Linked DNA regions of Ovis aries: all the other regions are linked to region 2. Evidence: chromatin contacts called from public Hi-C data. All regions are on one chromosome and are shown on one strand. Each heading gives the region's core, a stretch centred on a gene start, on an enhancer-like site or on the middle of the called end of the contact. The rest is flanking DNA. Distances are from core to core; before and after follow the strand shown. Region 1 overlaps TFEC (transcription factor EC). Region 2 has its middle 55 kb from the start of CAPZA2. Region 3 overlaps TFEC (transcription factor EC).

Region 1 (2,788 bases), core at 118-2,617, 670 kb before region 2:
CTTATCTGTTGATGAATATTTGGACTGTCTCCACCTTTTGACTACTACAAATAGTGCTGCTATGAGCATATGTATCCAAGAACTTATTTTAGTACCTATATTCTGTGTTTTTGTTTTTGTTTTTAGGTGTATACCTAGGAGTTCAATTGCTGGGTCATAAGGTAAGCCTATGTTTAACTTTTTGAGAATTTCCAAACTGGTTTCCATAATGGCGGAACCATTTTGCATTCCTGCCAGCGACGCAGGAAAGTTCCAGTTCTTCCTTGCCAACACTTAGTTTCCATTTATTGTTATTATGATAGCCCCAGGAGATGTGAAGTAGAACCTCATTGTGGTTTTGGTTTATATTCCCCTGATGACTAATGATGTTGAGCATTTTTCATGTGCTTTTTGGCCATCTGTATATCTTCTTTGGAGAATCTATTTATATCCATTTCTTATTTTTTAATTCTTATTTTTTAATTTCTTAATTTTTAATTTGTCTTTTTATTCTGGAGTTGCAACAGTTCTTTATATATTCTGGATACTAGTCCCTTGTCAAATATATTATTCGCAAATATTTTCTCTCATTCTGTGGATTATATCTTCATTTCTTTGAATAATACCCTTTGACACACAAAAGTTTTTAATTGAGATGATTCCAATTTACCTATTTTTTTCTTCTCTTACTCTTTCTTTTGGTGTCATACCTAAGAATCCATTGATAAGTCCAAAGTCAAAAAAATTTATCCCTATGTTTTCCTCTCATAGTTTTATGATTTTTAGTTCTTATATTTAGGTCACTGATCCATGTTGAATTAATTTGTATTTATAGTGCAAGGTAGGAATCCAACTTCATTTTATGAATGTGGATATGCAGACATCATATATTAAAAAGATGAGTCTTCACCCACTGAGCTTTGGCACATTGTTGAAAATCTATTGGCCATAGATGTATGGGTTTAATTTTTAAACACTCAATTCTACTCCATCTGTCTATACTTCTAGGCTTATGCTAATACCACACTGTTTTGATTGCTATAGCTCTGTTGAAGTTTTAAAATTGGGAAATGTGAGTTGTTCAACTTTACTCTCTTTTTTGAGATTGTTTTGGCTATTCAGGGCCCCTTATGATTCCAAATGAATATAAATAATACCATTTCAATGTGTTGAGACTTAAGTCTTTGTTCTTTTATCTTGTGTTCAGCTAGTATTTTGACAGCAATTTCCTTGTTCACTAGGAGCTAACACACACACACACACACACACACACACACACACACACACAAAACCCTCCCAATTTTTAGAGATTGACTCTGTGATGAGTCACTCCCTCAACACTTAGCCAGGCTGTTTACAACTCTGAATTAGACTTCACTTCCTTCTTGCACTGAGACTAGAGGTCAGCCAGAGGTAAAAGCTTAGAGCATTCTATGGTCTTTTCTGAGTATCTGACCTTCCTTGGACAAATATTTGGGTTTCTAAATTCCCAAATATATGTGGATGCTTTTCCAAGCTCTGGTTTCTCAAAAAAAAAAATTATTCCCAGCTTTTCTTTCCAGCCTTGGGACAGTCTGTTGCATCTCAGCCAAAATGTTTAGCCCCAGGTAGCTATGGTTTGTTTGTCACCTTACAATGTTTCAGGGTAATGCTGGCCAGTTTCCTACCCTGAGTGAGCTCCAAGTTAGGCAAAGCAGAAACCTTGCTAGTGTCTCACGCAGCTCCCAGAGAGCTTAGACTAAACAAACATAATATTTTGTCAGTTAGATCTGCTCTGCTCCCTATGCACCAGGGAGTCGCACTCTTACACTGGGTAGGTGGGCTGCCATCTTCAAGAGCACTACAAAGCTGGGGAGGGGTTTGGGCAAGAGGAAGTAAAAATGCCACAGCGCTTTCCTATCATTGTTAAGTCGCCTTCTGTTTTTGATTCAGCATCCACCTGGCTGCTGTAAACCTTTGAGTGTTTTCCAGAATTCTAACAAAGTTGATTCTGCCAGTTTCTGCTTCTTTTCCGTGTTTCTGCAGAGAGATAGGAACTTGGAGCTACAGCTCTGCCATTTTGCTGATATCCTCCAAATTTCTTTTTAAGGCCATGTGAATCTACTCAGAGTGTATTTAGAAGCTCTTGTGATGGTCTGCATCAACAGACTAATTGACACTGGTTAGAAGGCTACTCATAAATTCACTTTCCCAGAAAATAACCTATATGCCAATATACACAAAAATTTTTTGAACAAATTAGGTTTATAGAAATGACTAGAATTTTATTTTAGATGCCTTTGGGTATAAATATTTATCATTTTAAAATATCATGAATAAAAATAGCTCAGTTAAAATCTATTATATGCCTAGTCAGTACACCTCTCTATTAGAAAACTGCCACATACTACTATTAAATGTAAAACTGTTACAGTATAAGGATAATTTGAGGTTTGAAAGATAATCCATCTTCTGTGGTCAAAATTCCATCTTTATATGTCACTAATGTGTTTATAAGTAAAGTACTATTGTTGCTGTTTAGTTGCTAGTTCAGTTCAGTCACTCAGTCATGCCCAACTCTTTGCGACCCTGTGAACCACAGCACGCCAGGCCTCCCTATCCATCACGAACTCCCGGAGTTCGCCCAGACTCACATCCATCAAGTCAGTGATGCCATCCAGCCATCTCATCCTCTGTTGTCCCCTTCTCCTCCTGCCCCCAATCCCTCCCAGCATCAGAGTCTTTTCCAATGAGTCAACTCTTCACATGAGGTGGCCAAAGTACTGGAGTTTCAGCTTTAGCATCATTCCTTCCAAAGAACACCCAGGAC
Region 2 (2,700 bases), core at 137-2,636:
TAGTTTCAGTAAATTCAACATTTAGTGGACCATAAGTGTTGTATGAGGCATTTGCTTAAGGAAAGTAAGAGATAGAAAGATTTACAAATCCTCAATTGTAAATCCTAATTTACAATTTTATTAGAAAAGAAAAATAAGGACAGAAATCCTAACGGCAATAGGTTACTATAATAGGCATATAAATTAAGAAATCTGGGAGTTCAGCACATAATGAGATTCATTATTCTAGAAGGCTTTAAAGATTTAGTAAAAGAAGATACATATGAATTGGGGCCAGGTGGATGGACAAGAAAAGGATATTTCAAATGGAGACAGTCATGTCAGTAAAGTATAAGAATGGTTAAGGAACAAGAGAGATTAATTTGAACATAATAGTATTTGTAAAAGACATAGTACTATGTCCATTAATAATAAGCCTTGATGTGTGATCTACTGTGAGCCTCCCTGCCTTCAACATAAGGAACTTTCTTATTCTCTCATGATTCTGGGAGGTGTTTGGAAATTGCAAGATGGGGTTGGGTGATGGGAGGATACAATCAGGATAAAGAGGAGTGGGGCATCCTTTGTCCTTTTTGGCTTCCGGCCCCTCGCCTCCGGCCATGCCCCCTCCCCCAACTCGTGTCCTGGGAATGAGCCCATCCAGAACCTTCCATGCCCATAGATACGATGCAATATAGAAGCTGCAGATGCTGCACTCGGTGGTTCTCTCTCTTGGAAGAACACGGTACACAGGCAGGCAGATCGGACTGCAAACGTGTTGTGAATGAAGACTCACGTGACTCTCATGAAGCTAAGGTGCCTCCTCCAGGGAGGACTCAAATCATCAAAGGCCTTTAATGTCACCTTAAGATGTTAAGAAATGGGAAGTGACAAAAGGCTTTCAAAACAGAGGGGCAACAAAATCAGGACTGTTACTTGGAATGATAATTCCAACACCGTTGACTCGAAAAGGAAATGTTTCAAACACTCCGTTAAGAGACTCCATTTTGTCTAGTTAACTAAAGCAGAAGCTACAGCTGTACTGAAGGAGAGTGACAACAGGTCAGCAGCCCATGATCACATTGCACGGTTGCTTTATGATGGTGTTTGATGGCACAATTGTTTACAACCCTCTGCTTTCTTCCCTGCCTTATCATTAGTGTTACTTTAGAATAATGAAGCCTGTTCAATCCATTAACTCCACTAACATTTGATCTCCCCATGGACTGAGGTTAAAAATTAATTACTCTTCCAACATATTGATTACATGACTATAAATATAAAAACAGAACTACAGAGCAACTAGAGGGACCTTTGTTTAAATAGCATGTTTGCTCTATTTAAAGGCGAGAATTAATGTTGAAGCACCTTCCTGTTAGTGGAAGATGAAAAGCGACCCTAGAGTGCCATCTAGTGTTCACAATATATTTAAATACAGTGAATCAAAGAAAGGTCTGGTTTCAGATACTGTGTGCAGCTTCTTCCTGTTAGAAGCTAGGCAACATCTGACTTTTTTTTAATTGAAGGATAATTGCTTTACAATATTGTGTTGGTTTCTGCCAAACATCAACAAATGTCTGACTATTAAAAGAGCAAATTCTTCCACTGCCTTTACTGCTTGTCGTCTGAATATAGTTCTCAATTTTAAACAAATACTCATTTTGGAATTTCATCTCGACAAAGGCCTCAGTTCAGCTTCCAGGGAGTAGTGTGTTAATAGAACCGGAGGGCACTGTTTGCAGCTTTGTATCATCCCTCATACAATGCTCTCGTTTTATCTTTCTAGGAAAAAGTTTGCCCTAAGATAGAGCTAGATTTTCACTCTTTATCTCTTTAACCAGTTTCAGACTAGTTTAAGACCATTTATCTTTAACTAGTTTCAGACTATTTCACCTAATTAAAAGTGAACTCATAATATTTCATGAATTAAAGGATGAATAGTATGGAAGAGGTTAAGAACTGGTGGTAAAATCTCCTGCCATGGAAATTCATTGTTACTGAGGTGGCTCATATATCAGAGCACTGCCTTTTGCAGACATTAAAATTCACTTTGTTTCGTGTCCCTAATACTGCCCAGCCCTTGGGAAGCACGAATCTGACATTATATTAGGCAATTCACACTGACCTAGTAACTCAAAGCAATCATCACTGGAAACTTTAAGTGACTACACTCCAAGTGAAATAGAGCCCAAGGTCACAGTTGTAAATCTTGCCACAGAAAGGCCAAAGATTATAATCTTTATGCCAAGTGCTGCAGATTCCTTTCTGCTGAGCAGGGTCATATTTCAAAGCCTTTACTAATTTGAAACCTATAGGCAGTTGTGACAATAGCAGATATGGCTTAGATGACATCAAACACAAATTTTAAAGAATACCGGTAAATCAGTGGAAAAAGGGCAATTACATTTATTATAGCTGAGGCTGAGATTTTACAGTGCTAGCTTCACTTTATAGTGAAATTTGATTATCATAACATTTATGAATTGAGAGACTAACAAATAATTGAATCATGCTCAATTAAGAAGGTATGTGATCCTGTTTCAGTGTATATTTATAAAATTTGCAAGCAGACTCTGAGTTTGCTATGATTATTTGTAGACTGGGAGTTTTAATTCATTTGGAGCTTTTTGCTCTTGCAACCAAAGTCAGAAGTTTGATTTCTAAACAAAATAGACAGCTTCAACGATGGGTCCCTCCAGGCATCTTATCAATGTTTCCTCA
Region 3 (2,771 bases), core at 202-2,701, 570 kb before region 2:
GCCTGAGGAATATAGAATCTTTGTTTTGATTCATTACCCTGACTTAGTTTTACTTTGGCCTTGTAATACAATAGAATGAACTGTAATGAAATGTAATGCAAGAGAATGTGCACCATTTTCATTGTTTATCACTTTTTTTTTTTTTTTTTAGCAAAAGGGTTTTCAAATACTTTGCCCTTTAAGCACTTAACAAGAGAGTAAGATGGTTACTAGATTTATAAGATTTTCTTTTCCTCTAGCACTTAGGATATGGTCACCCCACTTTATATAGTCATCACTTTATTTTCTGCACTGACTTCAATTCTAAATAATGGCTTACTTGATACAGGTGCCAGCATTAAATCCTCCCCTTGCAATGGGGAAAAGATAAGAAAGTAATATTTCTATCTGAATGTGTACATTTTTTCCTTCAAAAATAGATATGAAGAATAACCTTTTGGCCTACTTAACTGCCTATGGGGTCAATAAATGGAAATTTCTATCATCCAAATCCCATTTAAGTTATATTTTTCAAATATATAGCTTATCCCCTTTTTGTACTCAGTATAGCAGGCATTTGACTAACATGTCTGTGTATTGATAATTAGCAGTTGAGAGACCCTTAGCCTGAGAGGGACTAGATAGGAGGGACAGGATACTGGAATATGAACCACACAATAAAGGTACCACAGACAGTAAGAAAATAAATGCCTTTCCCCTCTTATTCACCTGTTCAGCAGTGAGTACTTGAGAACAGCAATGTTAGATGCAGAAAGAGAAGGGAGATATTTCTTTCCTGAGACCCAGGAAGTTCGAAAGAAGATTTTGACACATCAGTTGGTGGAGTATATTGAAGTAATACATTTAGCATCCTTATTGGAAGAATCAGACATATTAGAATGACTAATCATGAACTCATCCACAGAATTTGCATATCCTATTCATCTTTTAAGGGCTTCCCAGGTGGCTCAGTGGTAAAGAATCCTCCTACCAATGCGGGAGATGCAAGTTTGATCCCTGGGTTGAGAAGATTCCCTGGAGTAGGAAATGGCAACCCACTCCCATAATCTTGCCTGGAGAATCCCATGGACAGAGGAGCCTGGCGGGCTGCAGTCCAGATTGTTTCCAAGGGTTGGACACGACTGAGCACACATGTATTCATCTCTAAACAGAAGGATTTTGCTCTTAACTTTTGAATACAGTTGTAATTTTAAGAAATCAGTGCATTTTTGTTATCCAGTCCCTTTAAGAAATACAAGTTGCTCAAGAAACTAGTCATCATACTTTACAGTATGGTGTCCTTTTTATTTAATTTTTTTCTTTTTTAAATGAGGGGCTGAAGGTTGTTTTTCCTTTAATCAACTCTAGCTGAAGCTTCTGTGACTCTGAAGTCTTCAAGCACAGATTTCCAAATCTGACTTTGAAGTATTTCAGCCCAGTTTCACCGAAGTCAAGAGATTCATTACTGACTCATTCTTAAGGAATTTTCAACACGCAGTGTTTAAGCTCATCCAACGTCACCATGGTTACCAAAGAGACACCACAGCCCAAGATGAGCATTAAGCCTTTGTCTTAAGATGCCCTGGCACATCTGAACTTGTCTTCTGGCTGTTCACTTAATTCCTCAGAAAACTTATGACTCTATCAGTGCCTCCATAAAATAGCACTTTACCACACATTCTCGTTAGATACGTCCTGCCCCGCCCTGACTTCTCCCAATTTGAGTGCTCAGTGAGAACTCTTAACGTTGAACTAGATATTCATATACATGAAAGGACTCACTGGGGTACATGCGTGTGTTTTGAGCAAACAACCTAAAACACATTCTTGCTTGATTAATGAGAGTTTTTTTCATGTATTTACTAGATGTTTAAATAGCTTTAACTAAGTATTTTGCCTCTTCATGGGCTGACAACATGTCATTGTAGCTTCTATTTAATCTGATAATGTATTTTGAAACCCTCAAGACATCATTAACCTTTCATATTGTTTTGAATGGCATTTTATGCTGACATTTTTAAAGGAGACTATTGATTTTTCTTCAGTGATACTTTTCCCCAGGATATCTTGACCTTCAAACAATAACACAAACAACTTGTACCCAAGTATCTTTACTAGAGCCCGCCATTGAATGCAGAAACATTTGAATTGACATTCTCAAGTAGTGACTAACTTTGAAAGCATCATGGCATAGTTCAAAGGAGGGCTGGAGTTAGGAGTCTAGAGACCTGGCTAAGTCCCACTGATCCTCTCTCTCACAGTTACACTGAATAGAACAGAGGAAAGATTGTTGGATTTGAGGAGTCTAGGAAATAACAGGCCTGAGTGTGGGTTGGACATCTACAAATATATTGAAGTCACCAAGAACAGTAACTTCAAAATTGGTAAAGGAGTACGTCAAGGCTGTATATTGTCACTCTCTTTTTTTTAACTTATATGCAGAGTACATCATGTGAAATGCCAGGCTGGATGAATTACAAGCTGGAATCAAGATCACTGGGAGAGAGAACAAACTCAGACATGGAAATGATATCACCCTAATAGCAGAAAATGAAGAGGAACTAAACAGCCTCTCGATTAGGGCGAAAGAGGAAAGTGAAAAGCTGGCTTAAAACAACATTCAAAAAACATTTGAATGGCATCTGGTCCCATCATTTCATGGCAAATAGATGGGGGAAAAGTAGAAACAGTGGCAGATTTTATTTTCTTGGGCTCTAAAATCACTGTGGATGGTAGCTGCAGCTATGAGATTAAAAGACACTTACTCCTTGGAAGAAAAGCAATGATAAACC

Evidence for each region. A called contact is a pair of places that touch in the nucleus more often than the background predicts.
Region 1: a Hi-C map of tail adipose tissue shows a contact between it and region 2, with 4 times the contacts expected there. The contact joins two enhancer-like sites. A contact is called at or near these places in 3 of 16 Hi-C or Micro-C datasets (skin fibroblasts and tail adipose tissue).
Region 3: a Hi-C map of tail adipose tissue shows a contact between it and region 2, with 7 times the contacts expected there. The contact joins two enhancer-like sites. A contact is called at or near these places in 8 of 16 Hi-C or Micro-C datasets (blood, hypothalamus, liver and 3 more).

The regions. Positions count from the first base shown.
Region 1 is chr4:53,750,995-53,753,782 of ARS-UI_Ramb_v3.0, reverse strand. All of the region lies in intron 3 of TFEC (transcription factor EC), which reads right to left. Among named protein-coding and RNA genes, the nearest start is that of TES, 36 kb to the right of the region's middle. Within about 2 kb of position 1,367, at least 17 of the 54 cell types and tissues checked have an H3K27ac peak or open chromatin away from gene starts, as enhancers often do. A contact at or near this core is called in tail adipose tissue, where this site is marked.
Region 2 is chr4:53,078,432-53,081,131 of ARS-UI_Ramb_v3.0, reverse strand. No RefSeq gene overlaps it. Among named protein-coding and RNA genes, the nearest start is that of CAPZA2, 55 kb to the right of the region's middle. Within about 2 kb of position 1,386, at least 5 of the 54 cell types and tissues checked have an H3K27ac peak or open chromatin away from gene starts, as enhancers often do. A contact at or near this core is called in tail adipose tissue, where this site is marked.
Region 3 is chr4:53,648,406-53,651,176 of ARS-UI_Ramb_v3.0, reverse strand. All of the region lies in intron 2 of TFEC (transcription factor EC), which reads right to left. Among named protein-coding and RNA genes, the nearest start is that of TES, 67 kb to the left of the region's middle. Within about 2 kb of position 1,451, at least 8 of the 54 cell types and tissues checked have an H3K27ac peak or open chromatin away from gene starts, as enhancers often do. A contact at or near this core is called in tail adipose tissue, where this site is marked.